Regions from separate parts of the Zea mays genome. Here region 1 is linked to region 2. A link is a contact called in public Hi-C data. All regions are on one chromosome and are shown on one strand. The core of a region is the stretch at or near the end of the contact, and the rest is flanking DNA. Distances in the headings are between cores, read along the strand shown. Region 1 holds the start of LOC100281870 (60S ribosomal protein L7-like). Region 2 holds the start of LOC100285033 (zinc finger, C3HC4 type family protein).

What was found. Hi-C and Micro-C count contacts between places; a contact is called where the count stands out from the background.
Region 1: a Hi-C map of bundle sheath shows a contact between it and region 2, with 2.3 times the contacts expected there. The contact joins the promoter of LOC100281870 here to the promoter of LOC100285033 in region 2. A contact is called at or near these places in 3 of 25 Hi-C or Micro-C datasets (bundle sheath, ear and leaf).

What each region holds. Positions count from the first base shown.
Region 1 is chr10:143,587,665-143,592,030 of Zm-B73-REFERENCE-NAM-5.0, reverse strand. LOC100281870 (60S ribosomal protein L7-like) reads right to left here and starts at 1,804. Exons shown (of 7, transcript NM_001374448.1): 1 at 1,703-1,804; 2 at 1,423-1,602; 3 at 790-887; 4 at 648-705; 5 at 477-556; 6 at 1-25. The coding sequence starts at 1,602.
Region 2 is chr10:143,263,175-143,267,519 of Zm-B73-REFERENCE-NAM-5.0, reverse strand. LOC100285033 (zinc finger, C3HC4 type family protein) reads left to right here and starts at 2,573. Exons shown (of 6, transcript NM_001157928.1): 1 at 2,573-2,684; 2 at 3,666-3,778; 3 at 4,203-4,345. The coding sequence starts at 4,216.

The sequences.
Region 1 (4,366 bases), core at 555-3,054, 330 kb before region 2:
CCTGACACTCTTCAAGTTTGGGTACCTAAACAAGATTTGCCACTTTAGTAAGGTCATCAGAAGCAGATGAGTCACCAAGCTAAGATGCAGGAACTACTCCAGGCACTGTCTGCTTTATGTTTTTTTCAAATTTTATCTATTGTAGTATTGTTTAGCAGGAACTATTTGAATATGCATGCATCACTGTGCATTTTCACTTTAGTAAAAGCAAATACTATCACCAAAATCACTGATGGGAAGTGCTAATGTAACCTAACAATTTTGAACAAGAACTGAAGTACTGAACATAGAAACTCACAGCCTTGATTAAGATTGCAATCTAAGTCCACATTTAGTATTTTAACACACTATTCTATTGTAAAAATTCACTCAAGCAACAAGTGCAACAGTATGATCTGCTTTCAACTCTGTATTTTCAATGGAGGATATATCAAAATAAGCGGCAACGGAAGAATTAAATCAGCTAGAAAACTTACCCATATGCAACATATGGCTCAACCCTGCGTAGCATGTTAATAGTCGCCTTGTTGACTTTGAGGAACACACCATTGAAGATCTAAAATAAACAAATGTTCAGTTTTACAAACAATCAGACAAAATTATAATAGCAGCAATGCAATTGTAAAAACAGACATCAGTGAACACACCTGCCTCAATCGCAGAAGCTGCAAGATCTTCCTGGTCTTAGGGTGCATGGCGTTAATACTGTAGTTTCAACAGAAATGGAAAACAGCATAAGCATACAAATTCATCCTCTGTAAAATACTGGCATATGAACCTGAGACTCACCCCCGGATGCGGACCACAAAGAGCAGCTTTGCTTCAGGACTGACATAGAAACCACCCTTCAAACGGGCCTCACGCTTAAGCTGCACCAGTTCCTTCTCCTGCTCCAAGCATCCCCATAAGCACACAGATAACACATCCGGGTTCTCTTTCATCAGGCATATGAAGAATGCCAACGACCCTAAATGCTAGATGGTCTACTGATAATAACATCATAGGCAACTATAATGACCAAAAATATTCTAGATTGCTTACAGTTGGGACGATCGTACTTGTCCAACGAATAGATTCTAAAATGATTGTGCTCGGACATCTTGCAACAAAAGCATTAACCACATGCGTTCCAAATGCACTAAGCAATATAACAGTTTGTTGTACACTAAGCAGAGCAGCTAACCGGTCCTACTGCTGCTACTTTGGCCAACACATTTCTTACTACTACAACCATTGACAGCAACCGATCATGTTACGTAGTAGCATTCGCATAACTCGCTCCGTATCAGCGTAAGGCCACGGCCCAACCCAATCAAACACAGATTCCACAGGCCATGAGGATGAAAACGGCATGCCGCACATAAGCCCTACCAACCACCCCGCACGAATAGTCTACAGGCAGGTTAGGAGCGGCGATCTGACCTGGGCATCGTATTCCTCGGCGTACTGCTTTGCGCGGGTGAAGATGAGCTTGCGGCTCTCGATGGACTTCTTCTTCTCGACTAGGGCCTTCTCCTTCTTCTCGGTGGCCCACTGTTCCTCGCGCTTCCGCTTGCGGAGCACAGACTCCGGCACCGCCACCTTCGACGCCACGGACGACATCTGCATGGCCACAGGCCAACCAACGCGCAGCTCCTCAGCCACAGATCCAAACGCGAAGTAAACAACGAGGGCGGCAATGGCGTGCGGCGCGCTGGCTTACCTTACCTGGGCGAGCTGCGTATGAGAGGGATACGCGGGGAGAGCGGCGAGCGGAGGTGGACGCAGGCGGCGCAGGGCGAGGGAAATGGGAAGAGCGGTTTATGTAGGAGGGGTTCGGTGGCTAGGGTTTGTGGAGGTGATCCGACGGATGGGGATTGTTTGGGCCCACGGCGTGGCGTGTGTTGGTGGGCTGGTGGAAACAGGTGAGCTTGAGTGGAGGCTATCGTGGGCCGTGAGATTGTTGGGTCCAGCGCTTCGTAAGTTCGGATCGTTTAACACGATTACACGAGTAGTGCCGGAGCGGACCGGAAAACAACGCTCTGCTTGGACCTGGACGTGCATGCACCGTGGGGTGTGGACGCCGTGCGGACTTACAAGTTACAACAACAACTGTCGTGGCCATTCTATTTCTGAATTCTGAGCATTCTCTCCGGAAAACTTGGGCTATGCTGAGCCTGAATGCCCATGGAGCATGGTTGCGTCGCTCTAAAATAAGGTCCACGAAGGATCATTTTCCATTTAATCGAAAGAAATGCATATAACTCTTACACTATCTCCTGACTACCTATCTCACTATCTATCTTAATCCCTATTTCAAACTTCATCTTATAAACAATATCATCTATAATAATCCATAATTCAAACTTCATTTTATAAACAGTATTATCTATAATACAAAACATTTATACGTTTTATTGAAGTTGGTCTAGGCCTTATTCGAAAATATTGTATTGTTTCTGGCTGAAAGTTCATTCCATCCGTAATTCTATTTACACAAGGATACAGAGATAATATTTTTCATTGGTAACACCTGCTATTTTAGGGGTGCAAAGAAAACCAGCTATGCAAACATCTGCTGAATATGAAGTGCGAATATAGCATACACACGCATTCTAATAGATATTCTAATAAACTGTTCAGAACCTTAATAAAAAGTCACAAAAGGTATTATAAAAACTAGATAGCGTGGTTTTTTCATGGCTAATTTATTTTTTAGTGGTGAAAAAAGTATTTGACAATTAAATTTTCTATGTGATCATCATATAATCAAACTATCGGAAATTATTATTATTATTATTATATATACTTTATTATTTATTCTATGAATATATCAAATTACAATTTCTAATTTACACTATAACAAGACATATAAAAAGGAGAAAAAATCACGAATATTTTCATTTTTTCATCTTTTAATTTTAAATGGTTTAGAATTAAATTTTGATATATTGACAGACAAATAATAAACTTATTATAAATTTTATAACCTTTGATAATATGATCGTACGACGATTAGACGAGAAGTTTAGTTGTACAACTGTTTATTACTTTTAGTGTAGTACTAATTACATAGGTTAGAAAAAACCTTCTTCACAGTTAAGATGAGCAACAGTATATTTTTTAAGTGTCAATGAACTTGGCCTGCAAAAGTCAAAGAGATGGCCCGGGAAGCAGCGTCAGGTTCAGGTATTCTGACTACGGTTTTAGGGCATGTACATCCTCGTTAAAGGAAGCCTATCTTAAGAGGTTTATAGGGATTAAGTATAAAAAAATAAAAGATAGAGTCTTGGTGAATAGTCTATGTCTTCACGATTTTCTATATTTATTATCTGTATTTTTATAGGTTTAGTTGTTTCTTGGATTTAGAAAACCATTGTCTCTAGTAAGGTTGTCATAGTTCACTTCTCGATCTGCCGGAATAACTTATATTGTGTGTTTGTTGTCATAGACTCATAATTTATCCCGCAGTCTTTCGATCTGTCACGTTTTGACTGAGGTATGGAGTTTGATCACTCGATAGTGCTAGACTGCCGCCAGCGCTACAGCAGCAGCAGCAGCAATGCCTTGCAGACATCCTTTTCAGGCCGTCCAATTTTAATCGCGTCGAGCCGTCGACGACCATCTCCCCCCGCCTCAGCTCGTCGCTGTCAGCAGAGACGATCCTCTCTGCCCATTTTAATTATTTGTATCATGCATGTGTAAGTGTAACGTCGATGCGCTCCTGTACTTTGTGTACTTCCGTGTCACCAACCAAGCTGGACACGTCACACGTACGACGACCATCTTTGACCCTTTGCATGCCAGAGATGGCACTGCCGGCCGCACGTCGCTGCTGCCACGTGCATCCGACGCGCGGTCGGCGTGCCGCGTGCGTGGCCAGCTCCATACGATCATCACGCATACACTAACGTGTCTGGCTAACCACTCGCGAGTCGCGACCTGTTATTAGCAGCCGATAATGCGCTAATAATAACGCGTGCTTCATGTAGTAGAGAAACCATGCTTACGGGCAAGACATTCTTATTTTAGCGTACAGTACAGTGGCCGGCCACAGCGACGATTCCGTGAGAAAGCCACAGCGGATAGCGTTTCACGTGTACTCTAGTCGACCCGGCCGCGACGACAAGTGCGACGCGTGTGTTCAGCAACCTCCGGAATCCACACCCACGTCATCACGAGATTGGTCCGGTTCATCAAGATCGAAGCTTCCCCAAGTAGTATTATTTTTTCTCTCGGCTGGGAGAAGGAATATATAAAAGTTGATGACGAACGATCTGCATTCTACAAGCGTCTCGAGAGTGCTGCTACCAGCGCATCGTCGCTTTGGACGTTCGGTCGATATGCTGATCTTGCTCTTGCCTTATTACGTGCGAAAAATTCCAAC
Region 2 (4,345 bases), core at 1,324-3,823:
GCAACTGCTTGACTTATCCCCACATACAGCCAGTCCACTACAGCCAAACAGGATACTTGCTGAGTATGTTGATGTGTACTCACCCTTGCTCTACACACCAAACCCCCCCCCCATCCCCAGGTTGTCAGCATTGCAACCACTGCTCAGGCGAAGATGAAGCTGTGGAAGGAGACTTCCAGGAGTTCCAAGATTACGACGAGTTCTAGGTGTGGGTTAGCGGCAACCCCCAGTCGGCTGCCTGTGAAGGCCGCGGTTATCTACGTTTCTTTTCCGCACTTTGATTTATTGTAAGAACTATATGGACGTCTCAGACGTATAATGTAATCGACTATTTCCCTTATTAATACTATTTTGAGCACTGTGTGATGATGTCCATGTTATGTAACTGCTGTGTACGTGAATAACTGATCCTGGCACGTACATGGTTCGCATTCGGTTTGCCTTCTAAAACCGGGTGTGACAGGCAAGGGCAGCCGACCCCGAGGGATTTCCGTCTCGCCCGAGGCCCCCCTTTAACGGCGGACACATCTCCGGCTCGCCCGAGGCCTTGCCTTCGCTAAGAAGCAACCCTGACTAAATCGCCGCACCGACCGACCGAGTCGCAGGAGCATTTAACGCAAAGGTGGCCTGACACCTTTATCCTGACGCGCGCCCCCCGACAGAGCTGAAGTGACCGCCGTCACTTCGCCGCTCCACTGACCGGTCTGACAGAAGGACAGCGCCGCCTGCGCCACTCCGACTGCAGTGCCACTTGACAGAGTGAGACTGACAGGCAGTCAGGCCCTGCCAAAGGCGCCATAGGAAACTCCGCTCCGCCCGACCCAGGGCTCGGACTCGGGCTAAGCCCCGGAAGACGGCGAACTCCGCTCCGCCCGACCCAGGGCTCGGACTCGGGCTAAGCCCTGGAAGATGGCGAACTCCGCTCCGCCCGACCCAGGGCTCGGACTCGGGCTAAGCCCCGGAAGACGGCGAACTCCGCTCCGCCCGACCCAGGGCTCGGACTCGGGCTAAGCCCCGGAAGACGGCGAACTCCGCTCCGCCCGACCCAGGGCTCGGACTCGGGCTAAGCCCCGGAAGACGGCGAACTCCGCTCCGCCCGACCTAGGGCTTGGACTCGGGCTAGGCCCCGGAAGACGGCGAACTCCGCTCCGCCCGACCTAGGGCTCGGACTCGGGCTCAGCCCCAGAAGACGACGAACTCCGCTTCGCCCGACCCCAGGGCTCGGACTCCGCCCTAGCCTCTGCCGAACAACCTCCGCCTCGCCCGACCCAGGGGCTCGGGCTCGGCCTCGGCCATGGAAGACAGACTCGACCTCGGCTTCAGAGGAGCCTCCACGTCGCCCGACCTAGGGCACAGGCCCGCCACGTCAACAGGAAGCGTCATCATCACCCTACCCCGAGCCGACTCGGGCCGCAGAGAACAAGACCGGTGTCCCATCTGGCTAGCTCCGCCAGATAGGCAATGATGGCGCCCCGCTAGCCCTGTGACGACGGCGGCTCTCAGCTCCCTTACGGAAGCATTGGGACGTCAGCAAGGACTCAACCGCTCCGACAGCTGTCCCTCCGCCAGGCTCCGTTGCTCCTCCGACAGCCACGACATCACACCAGCAGGGTGCCAAGATCTCTCCGGCTGCCACATTGGCATGTACTTAGGGCGCTAGCTCTCCCCCCGCTAGACACGTAGCACTCTGCTACACCCCCATTGTACACCTGGATCCTCTCCTTACGCCTATAAAAGGAAGGACCAGGGCCTTCTTAGAGAAGGTTGGCCGCGCGGGGGCGAGGACGGGGCAGGCGCTCTCTTGGGGCCGCTCGCTTCACTCACCCGCGTGGACGCTTGTAACCTCCTACTGCAAGCGCACCCGACCTGGGCGCGGGACGAACACGAAGGCCGCGGGATTTCCACCTCTCTCACGCCCGTCTCCGGCCACCTCGCTTTCCCCCCTTCGCGCTCGCCCACGCGCTCGACCCATCTGGGCTGGGGCACGCGGCACACTCACTCGTCGGCTTAGGGACCCCCGGTCTCGAAACGCCGACATATAGAAAACTAGCAATGTACGGGACAACTAACTAAATAGTTGATTATGCTCAATAGTTGATCAAACATAGCCTAGATGATGAAAAAAAACACCATTTATTTTTGCGAAAAAGGACCAGAAAACACTAACACTGCTTCACGAAAAGCAGACAAAAAAAAACTCTCAAAAAATGCGCAGGCAACAGGATGGCCGCTTGTCAGTGTCAGCCTCTCCATGGGTCCACTCACTCGACTACTGCCGGCACATTATCGGGCAGGAAATTCGGTGGTGGGGGCGGTCCTGGGCCTTCGTTTGAGCGGGTCCCGTGCCGGGCCATCTCCCCCTCGAGCCGTCGGATTCTGCGCGCGCCCAGCCGCCCAATCCGATCCGACGGCTCCCACACGACCTGCCCCCGCGGGCCCGCCGCCGTCCCTTCCTGCCCGCCACGCCGGCTTCGTCTCCGTCGCCTGTCGCCTCCGCAACCCCCTCCCTCTGTGGCTTGCTTCTTCTTGGCCATGCGTATATAACAACTCCCACCACTCGTGATCTCCTCTTATCGCTCCCTCCCAATTCCTCCCCTCGATTCTCCGGGTCGATCCGGTCGCTGTCCGGCCCGGTTCCAGTGGAGGAGAATCGCCCGGTTTGAAGGAAAGGCTTGGAAAGGAAGGTCGGTCATGGCCGCTCTTTCTCCTTCTTCTTCCTCGTGTTATTTATGTTCTTGTCATGCTACCCGTCGTTTCTTTTACAACCTTTTCGGGTCTGGTTTGGTGTTCTTTGGTTGCTCGTGCCACAGTATGAAACTGGCCTACGAGTTTGCAGTTCACCTTTGAAATTCAGGGTGGTTCTTTCGCGCCTTTCTCGTTCACTTCTTCCGTAGCGACTGCCTGTGCGAGCTGTAGGCGCTGCAAGTTTGGGAATACATACCTGTTACCATCGTGATCGATCGCGCGATAGGTTTTATTGGGTCTTTGAAGATTTGATGGTCCACGAAAGTTCTGGTTTTTTTTTCTTTTGTCTCTGCAATCCAATTCCCTTTCATTTACTATATCAAACTTCCTCTGCTTTTTTTTTCTTATCGCAAAAGAAAGAACGAAAAACTTGCTCTGTTTTCTTCCCCGGATACAGGTCAAAGTCTATCCTCTGAAAGACGGAATCGTTTTCTGCTGCATGTTTCGGTTGCTTCGACTGTCTGAAACCAGCAACTTTCTTTCTCATGCTTTTTTTTTCTCACTTACAAGACAAAGATAATATTTTTCTTATGCGATAAGACAGTTACGATCCCATGGAATCCGTATGTGTCAACCGTCGGGTGCCTCCTACTCCCTCTGTGAATGTCGTTTTAACTTTTTTTTATTAAATTTTGACTGGCTCGGCTTATTAAAAAAAAAAACTCATCATTATCATTTATTTTCATTTTGATTTAGTTTATCATATAGCTTACTTTAACTATGAATTGGATTTTTCTATATTTTCACAAATATTCCGAAAAAGACAAACCGGTCAAAGTTGATGTCAAAAAAAAAATCAAACGACAAATTAATAGTCTCTAAAATTCCCGTAAAGCAAAATCAGTACACCTTTCGGTTTTGGTACATTATTGTGTTGTGTTGTGTCGTGGTATGCAGGCTTGACCAAATTGACCTTTCAGGATAGGAATAATTTCAGACAGGAAGGGGAAAAGGTTGCTAGTACAGCAAATTCGTTTGGGCGCTTTGGTTGTGCTATGAGCAGGCACATATATATCTAGACTGATTATAATAGGTAAACGGATCACCTGACTAATTTGGTTTACTTTGAAGAATTAGAATCTACCTAATAGATTAGACCGTTTGACTTAGAATTTGTCATTTCTTAAATTTCCAATGTTTAGATATAAGTCTATAGGACTGCCATGATGTGCTTCTATAACTTAATTGGTCTGTGCGTAAAGTATGATTATTAAATGAAATTCAATTCCCAGGATCCAAACATGCCAGTAAAATTAATGATAAAGATCATGTTCTTCACTTCTTTGGGTCTGCTGAGCCCATTTTAATCATACAGATTATAGTTTGAAGGCTAAACGGTATTTCAGTTGTTTACATTGGGTATTAATTAAATACTGATATCAGGCATGGTAGGACCTGAATCGGTAATGGTCGTGCTCGGGAAATGTCTGACTTGTTCCTACCACTTCTAACTCCAGGCAGTTATCTGACATGGAGGAGCACATGGGAAGACGAACAGTCGGCGGCCTGCTATTAACCAAGGGAGGATCAATTCTTCTCTTCAGAGAGGACGGTTCGCGCCCCAGGGCCAAGAACTGCTGCTCGCGCCATGGCTGCAGTG